Regions from separate parts of the Sus scrofa genome. Here region 1 is linked to region 2. A link is a contact called in public Hi-C data. All regions are on one chromosome and are shown on one strand. The core of a region is the stretch at or near the end of the contact, and the rest is flanking DNA. Distances in the headings are between cores, read along the strand shown. Region 1 has its middle 23 kb from the start of COPS8. Region 2 has its middle 180 kb from the start of COPS8.

Region 1 (4,137 bases), core at 846-3,345, 150 kb before region 2:
TGAGCTTTGATCCCGGACCGTCCAATCTGGGCACCGTGATCCCTCCTAGAAAGTGTAGTTGTCGGAGGACTCAGCCCCACATCTGCCCAGGGCAGAACTAATGGGCCACCGATGCGAATATCCGTAGACATAAGCCAGGGCTGAAGAATTACCCGGTGGTACAACTGTGTTGAAGGTCACTTGTGATGGTGAGAGGAAGAAATGGGAATTTCTGTAAAGGGAATTCTTGCAGTGACATCTGCTAAAATCAGGATATATGTATTTTGATGGGACTATATACCTACAATTTTTTTTTTTTTGTCTTTTTAGGGCCACGCCCTTGGCATATGGAGGTTCCCAGGCTAGGGGTCGTACTGGAGCCACAGCTGCCAGCCTACACCACAGCCACAGGGATGCAGGATCTGAGCCATGTCTGCAACCTACACCACAGCTCACAGCAATGCTGGATCCTTAACCCATTGAGCAAGACCAGGGATTGAACCCACATCCTCATGGACACTAGTCTGGTTCGTTAATCGCTGAGCCACGATGGGAACTCCTATACCTATAATTTAATGTGAGGTCTGCTTCAACCCCCAACCATGGAGAGATGAATTTACATGTATCAGAAAATGAGCATCATGCATTTGTTAAATAGACAATACTGAAAAATGCCCAATGGCATTGAATAATGTTTTGAAACAAAAACCAGGATTAAAACAGTGAATTCCCTCAAACCAGGATGCTGAGGACCTATGAAGGGGAGGCCAGAGTCTCATGGCAGAGCGGATCTGTGCTTAAGTCATGCTAAAAGCTTCCTATTAAAAAAGCAGTGTGATGGGGGATGATGGCATGGCCCTAAAAAAACTAAACAACAACAAAAAATTATAGGTATATAGTCCCATCAAAATACATATATCCTGATTTTAGCAGATGTCACTGCAAGAATTCCCTTTACAGAAATTCCCATTTCTTCCTCTCACCATCGCAAGTATGTGTATACACACACACACACACACGCACTTTGCTGTACAGGAGAAATTGGCACAATATTGTAAATCAACTATAATAAAAAATAGACAAAACCCAGTGAATTCACACTATAAAAACATGCTTTATAAAAATATTACTAGTTATCCCTGCTTGATGGGATTATAGATGATTTTTAGTTTTTATTTCTTTTTAAAAAATAAACATGCTGCATTTGGTACTTTAAAAATAGTTTCAAGAACACCAACTAAGAGGTAAGGGTTTCCTATCTGTCAAAATAGCTGGTTTTCACCTGTGATGCAGTAGGGTCGCTCTCCTGGGGCCACGGGGTGGCTTTGGGCCGCCTCCTTATGGCTGCAGCATCCCCTGGGATCAAGTTGATAAGGGAACCTCACCTGGCAGTGCGCCCTCACCTGGGGACTGGGCCCCGCCCCGCCTATAGGCCCCGCCGTCACCTAGCCCGCCCCCCCAGGCCAGCGACTCTGGCAGAGCTGCGAGTGCCCACCGATTTGACATCTTCCAGGAATGGAACTAAAATTGGTGCAGACCAAGAAGCATGCCTGCGTGCCTGCGCTGACAGCCGTCACCAGGGCCCTCCTGGCAGGGGCTGGACCAGGCTTCCTGTGACCTCCCCTGGAGCCTGCCGGGGTGCGCCTTCAGCCACGCCGGTGGTGTCTGCTCCTCCTGCCTGCCCAGTCCCCAGCAGACCCTCCCTCTACAGCCCACCCAGCCCAGAAGGCACGCAGGTTCTCCCTGGTTCCAGTCCAGCTCAACACAGATGCCTCTGACCTCCCTGCCGGTGCGGTTAATTAAGAGGTGTCTGCGGAGCCATGAGACCCAGGCCTAAGCCGCCTCAGGAATGCAGCCCCACCGACTAAATTCCTCTCCGGTCACGTGACACGGCGAGGTTCTATAAACAAAGACCCTAATCTGTTAACGACTCTTTGGGGTTCTAATATGATCTCCTTGCCAGTTATCTAGGTTCTTAGAAAATAAATTATTTCATCTCTTAAGGTTCTGGGCCCTTTCTTTTCTGGCCGTAGGGGAAACTTGGCAAGGCAAGCCTTGGCTGACCACCCTCATGTCATCCCAGGCCACTGCAGCCAGCCTCCTGCACCCTGACTCATAGAGTAAAAATCCGTTTCTCGGTATGATTTTGCTGCTTCCTAAGATGACCTAGCATGGCTTAGTCGGAGACTGGCCTTCCTTTGACCAGTCTTTTGATCTCTCTGTAGTCCATGAACCTTACATATTCCAGCTGCTGTCATTACTTCTGAAAAAGGAAAATCAGGTAGTTAGAAGATCACCTCCATAAATAACTGTGAGACTCCAGCTATCTGGATTTATTTTTCTTTGTATTTCTTCTTTTCTTTTTTGTGCAGCATTTGGAGCTCCCAGGCCAGGGATCAGATCCAAGCCGCAGTTGTGACTTATGCTCCAGCTGCACAACGCAGGGTCCTTAATCCACTGCCCCGGTCTGGGGATTGAACCTGAGTCCCAGTGCTCCAGAGACACCGCAGATCCCATTGCACCCCAGTGGGAACTCCTCCCTGGGTTTATTCTTCAACATTACTTAATATTGTTGGGCGCCTGTCTTCTGGCTAAGACTGGGGTGAGACATCAATTAAATTCCTATTTTAGGGGCTAGAGATAGATTTTTAAGAACATTTCTCAGCTGATTATATATACTCACTACTAGAACGACAATAATTTACAGACACACAGTCTGGCAAGCTCACGGGGTCGGGACAGTGAGTCACAGCACTGAGCTATGATGCCCCCACCACTCCCTCCATATGCAGCCTGTCCATAGGCCCGGCCATCGTCTGGGTGTCGCTCTGGCCTGTGCTCCTCTACTCTTCTTATCCCCACGTTCCCTTCTGAGTTTTCCAATCGCCTGTCACCTCCAGGCTGCATCCTGCCCTTTCAGGAGGGGTGACTGGTCCCTGGGCATCTTCAAGGGAAAGCATCTGGACGTCAACCCATGCTCTAGCTCCTTGGCATCGTCACGTGAACAAGGGCATCTTTGCTAACGATAATTTGCATTATCCTCGCAACATCTCTACTTTACTCCCTGGTACGGAAGATTTTAACAGTGAAAGAAACAAAACAGTGCTTGGGAAGAAAATGCGATTCTTCCTCTTAATGTTCCCAGGGAGAGGGAGTGTGTCTTCCTTTCTCCTCTGTGCACCTGACTGTTCTAGTTAATTCCGGGGAACAAAGGCTCAGGTGTATACATTTACGTGAATAGTGATGTAGGCTCTATGGCTATACAGACACTTAGAGGATTGCATTCAGTAGAAATACAATGTCAGCCACACATGGAATTTTATGTTTTCTAGTAGCCATAGGGAAAAAAAAACAAAAAAACAAAACAGGCACAGCAGGTTGAGGACCTGACATTGTCTCTGTAAGGATGCAGGTTCGATTCCTGGCCTCGCTCAGTGGGTTAAGGATTGGCCGTTGCCATCAGCTGTGGGGCATAGGTCACAGATGCAACTTGGATCCAGTGGTGCTGTGGCTGTAGTGTAGGCTCCAGCTGCAGCTCAGATTTCAGCCCTGGCTGGGAAATTTCCATATGCTGTAGTTGTGGCTGTGAAAAGGTAAAAAAGGAAAAAATATACATTACTGTATATAAAATAGATAACCAGTAAGGACCTGCAGTATAGCACAGGGTGCTCTAATCAATATTTTGTAATAACCTATATGGGAAAAGAATCTGAAAAAGAACGGATATAAGTGTATGTATAACTGATTCACTTTGCTGTACACCTAAAACTAACACAACACTGTAAATCAATTACATTCCAATAAAATTTAAAAAAATTAAAAATAGGAGTTCCCACCATGGCTCAGTGGTTAATAAATCTGACTAGCATCCATGAGGATGCAGATTCAACCCTGACCTTGCGCAGTGGGTTAAAGATCCAGTGTTGCCATGAACTGTGGTGTAGGTCACAGACACAGCTCGGATCCTGTGTTGCTGTGGCTGTAGGTAGGCCAGCAGCTATAGCTCTGATTCGACCCCTAGCCTGGGAACATCCATATGCCGTGGGTGCAGCCCTAAAAAGCAAAAAAATAAACATACACAAACAAATAAATAAAAATAGGAGTTCTTGTCGTGGCTCAGGGGAAACGAATCTGACCAGTATCCATGAGGATGCAGGT
Region 2 (4,127 bases), core at 899-3,398:
AGTTCCTGTTGTGGCTCAGCAGGTTATAAACCCCAGTGAGTATCCACTGGGATGTGGGTTCAATCCCTGACCTTGCTCAGTGAGTTAAGGATCCGGCGTTGCATGAGCTGTGTTGTGAGCTGTGGTATAGGTCTCAGACGTGGCTCGGATCCCGAGTTGCTGTGACTGTGGTGTAGGCTGGCAGCTGCAGCTCCCATTAGACCCCTTGCCTGGGAACTACCATATGCCTCGGGGGTGGCCCTAAAAACAAACAAACAAACAAGCACAGTTCAAATTATTTAGAAAATTTATATGTACATCTATCTGCGAATAGATGGTAGAATGAAAATTCCTGACTTGGCAGGAAAACCGTGACACAATAAATAGCCAAGAATGAAAATCAGTCCTCTGTCTGGCTGCTTGAGAAATAGATCTCTTACTTTACAAAGAATGACGAAATTGACTTGTAGTTAAAGCTTTTTTCTTTTTGTGTTGATTTCAATATCATATAATCGCCTCAAGCTATGAGACCTTTTATCCTTGCCTGAACCAAGGAGAAAATATCTCCTTCCAGATTTCACTTCGACTAAGCAATTTCTTCTTGTGGATGTGCTTGTGTGTGTGCACGTGTGTACACACACACACACACACACAGAGGTTTTGTTTTTATTTTAATAATCCTGTAACATCCTCCCTAATTCTAGCCAGTGAATCTATATAACACTGTCCTTTTTATCCCTATAAATATAGTTGGTGCTTAAGAATATTCTCTGAATGGTGCAGTGAATGGATGAGAAGGATAAATGAATGAATGTTTAAAAAAAAAAGGATAAAGGATGAGAAGAAGGAAGAAAAGAGGGAGGAAAGGGAAAGGGAGAGACGGGAGGGAGGAAGGAAGGAAAGAAAAGAGGGAGGGAGAAAGAAAGAATCAGTGACACATGGGCTGATGAATTGGTCTGAGAAGGCCCCAGAGTAATTCCACCTCTCAGAGTAATCCCAGGCCGCGTCGCTGGGATTTCTCGTCCTCCTCACAAAATGCACTAACATGTGTGGGCACCTGTTTCCTAGAACTGCCTTGGCTTGGATCTGATTTCACTGTGGTCCACCAACAGCTGTCAAATGCTCATGGACCCCTCCGGCCACACCGGCCACCCCGCATTAGCAGCAGGTGAAAGGTCCCGTGGGCCTCGACTAACCTAAGATGCATGGCTGGCCTAATGTTTCCTTTTGCACACCCAGATCCCTCTTTGGGAAAAAAAATTAAAAAAAGGGTTCATAACTGTGTCCGCATGCACCATTTTCATGATGTGACTTCCTGCCCACGGCCTTCAGCAGAACTTCATGGGCAGAGGGGAGGCCTGCTAACTTCGAAATGTGGGTTCACGAAGAAATTGTCTGCATTTTAGGGAGCCCTGCTGAGCTGGCCTCCTTGACCTCAGTGTTTTATTATAAAAAATCGAAACAACAGCACAGTAATAACAGACCCCTTCTGCCCACTTAGTTTGGAATCAACAGAACAGAAAATGACGGGGACCCTGTGGTCACTGAGAGGGACCGTGTCTCCTGAAAAAACCGAATCCCTTGTGTTAACGCCAGGCTGTCAGCACTCAGCTCGCCTCTTAGATGCCTGATCCTTGTTCAAAACTTCATATAATCATCATAGAAACAATGACAAAGTGTCTTTTTTTTTTTTTTTTTTTTGTCTTTTTAGGATGACAGAAGGCCCTGGCAAAAGTTTGCTGGGGAGCCCTGACCAAGGGTCCCTTTGGCAAGACTCTTGCCTGCCAAGAGCCTAACGGAACACTTTACACACAGCATTTGTTCCCAAAGTGTGTTGGAGAACGAATCAGTGAATGAGTTGATATGGTGAAACACCATGGACTAGTGTGGGTTCCAGCCTGGCCAGGTAGGGTCTTTTGCTCCCACCATCCAAGACACAACTATTCAATTTGCTAGCTCACAATTATGGTAAACTGAAAGCTACCCCAGGGAAGTATAGGGCCGACCTCACCTGGACATGTCCAGGAGAACTGCACATACGCAGAAGCACCCAGAACTTCCTGCTCGGACAGGAAGTGACTCAGGAAAGGAGACAAACAAGTCTGCATGATGGGCCGGCCCTGCTCCACGCCCCTGCCCTTCTCGCCCAGCCCCAGGGTACCTTCTGAAGCCCTCTTGACCGTCACTCTTGGTCTCCTGAGTACACCGTAGCCCTCTTGACCCATGCGGCCTGGGGCATCGTGTGTATAAATATCAAAAGAAAACAGGAAATGGTTTTGTCCAGGCCGTTCAGTGGTTATTCTACTGCAAACAGGAAGCAATGCAATAGGGGTCTGGCCTGTATGAATCACTAGAATAGCAATTAAGAGTCAAGAGATGAACACATCTGATATTTATACCCTTGAGAAAGACCTAGAGTTAGTTTCTGACCAGTAATAATGTATGAGTCAACAATGGAAGAGCGTTGTGGACAGAAGGAGTGAAACATCACCATGTATTAACATGAAAGCAATTTTATATATTATCATATTTGGCACGTTTATCAGGCCATCATTATAAAACTATGTCCCGTTGTAGTCTCCAAAATTTAAGGGCACTGTTGTAAAATTAAGTCACAGAGGGGCTAACAAAATGGTCAAGTGTTTGGAAAACAAGATAAATGGTATAACTATGTTTGTCTTCATTTTATGAGTAAAAAAAAAAACTTGGGACTTTCGTTGGGGGAAAGAATGTTGTAGAATAATTATAAATCATTGTTTCATTATTCTTTGGGAAACAGAAATTGAAAAATGTACTTAGATTTCTGGTGCTTAGGTCATTCTTTGGACACCAGTTGTTAATGGCCAAGGTTCAAAGTTCTTGCATATTTAACCAGAATAGGTTTAAGAGTCCATGGACGTCTCTTTTTTTTGCAATTATTTCTCAGGGTGAGCACCAGGAAGTCTGGAAGCTCGGTATTGTTTCTGCTGCGACCTCCGACGTCAGGAGACTTCAGTATCGGGCTCACTGAGCGAGATTACAGTATGCTCATGTTTATGATATCTGTCTTCTCCCTCTTTCTCACAGTCATTCAATAACGCTTCACCAAGCCAGGCTCTGGGAGGGTGTCCACGTAGACGAAGCAGTCCCACCAGGAATGTCACTGGGATACACAGCCCTGAGTGGCCCCCTGGAAGAGCCCAGACTAGCCCTCTAGGTCTGTCTAGTCTTTCTAGCGGAGTGGTCTTGGGCAAGACACCACTTTTCACTGAGCTTTGGTTTCTCCCAGTGCAAGATCAGTATAGTCGACTTCTCGGCAATAAAGACAGAAAGCAGTCATCCATGGGTCTGCTCTCTAGTCAACAAATCCCTGTTCCACTGTAAGGGACCCTACAAGGCAAGGTGATGAGTCAGCGGGGGGGGGGGGTAAAGAGAACGGGGGAGGACCTTGGGAACGACCTCCCCCAAGGAGAGGCGACTTAAATGACATCTCTGAATAGTTACCCCTGGCAGGGTCCAGGAAAGCTACCCGCAGCATCATTTTTCTCTCAAGGATGTTGAGCAAGAATACCAAGATCTTAGAATCCATGTGAATTTAGATGTGACTGCTGCAGTCTGGGGCACAGTGTCAAGGACTACGGTCCGGAGTGGAAGAAGGGAAAATCAAGGGTTTACTTGGACTGTGGGGCAGGGTGGAAAATGTGACATGTTTGCCTAAAACATCAATCAAAATACTGATTATTACAAAAACAGAACATACGACTTTTCTTCAAATTTTAAGTCATTTCCAGAGGGAAACATCTAAATATCTACATTATTTTCATGAATAAAAATATCATTCAGTGTGGAGTTCCCATTGTGAAGTAGCAGAAACGAATCTGAGTAGAATCCATGAAGACACAGGTTCCATCCCTGGCCTCGCTCAGTGGGTTAAGGATCTAGCATTGCCGTGAGCTGTGGTGTAGTTTGCAGATGCAGCTTGGATCCCCTATTGCTGTGTCTGTTGTGTAGGCCGGCGGCGACCTCTAGCCTAGGAACCTCCACATGTCAAGGGTGTGGCTGTAAAAAAGCAAAAAAAAAATAATATATATATATATATATATATATGTATATACATACACACACACACACACACACACACACACACACACATATAATTCAACGAAAAC

The links. A called contact is a pair of places that touch in the nucleus more often than the background predicts.
Region 1: a Hi-C map of embryonic fibroblasts shows a contact between it and region 2, with 1.6 times the contacts expected there. The contact joins two enhancer-like sites. A contact is called at or near these places in 4 of 47 Hi-C or Micro-C datasets (embryonic fibroblasts, liver, mesenchymal stem cells and 1 more).

The regions. Positions count from the first base shown.
Region 1 is chr15:136,802,944-136,807,080 of Sscrofa11.1, reverse strand. No RefSeq gene overlaps it. Among named protein-coding and RNA genes, the nearest start is that of COPS8, 23 kb to the left of the region's middle. Within about 2 kb of position 2,095, at least 11 of the 83 cell types and tissues checked have an H3K27ac peak or open chromatin away from gene starts, as enhancers often do. A contact at or near this core is called in embryonic fibroblasts, where this site is marked.
Region 2 is chr15:136,649,647-136,653,773 of Sscrofa11.1, reverse strand. No RefSeq gene overlaps it. Among named protein-coding and RNA genes, the nearest start is that of COPS8, 180 kb to the left of the region's middle. Within about 2 kb of position 2,148, at least 12 of the 83 cell types and tissues checked have an H3K27ac peak or open chromatin away from gene starts, as enhancers often do. A contact at or near this core is called in embryonic fibroblasts, where this site is marked.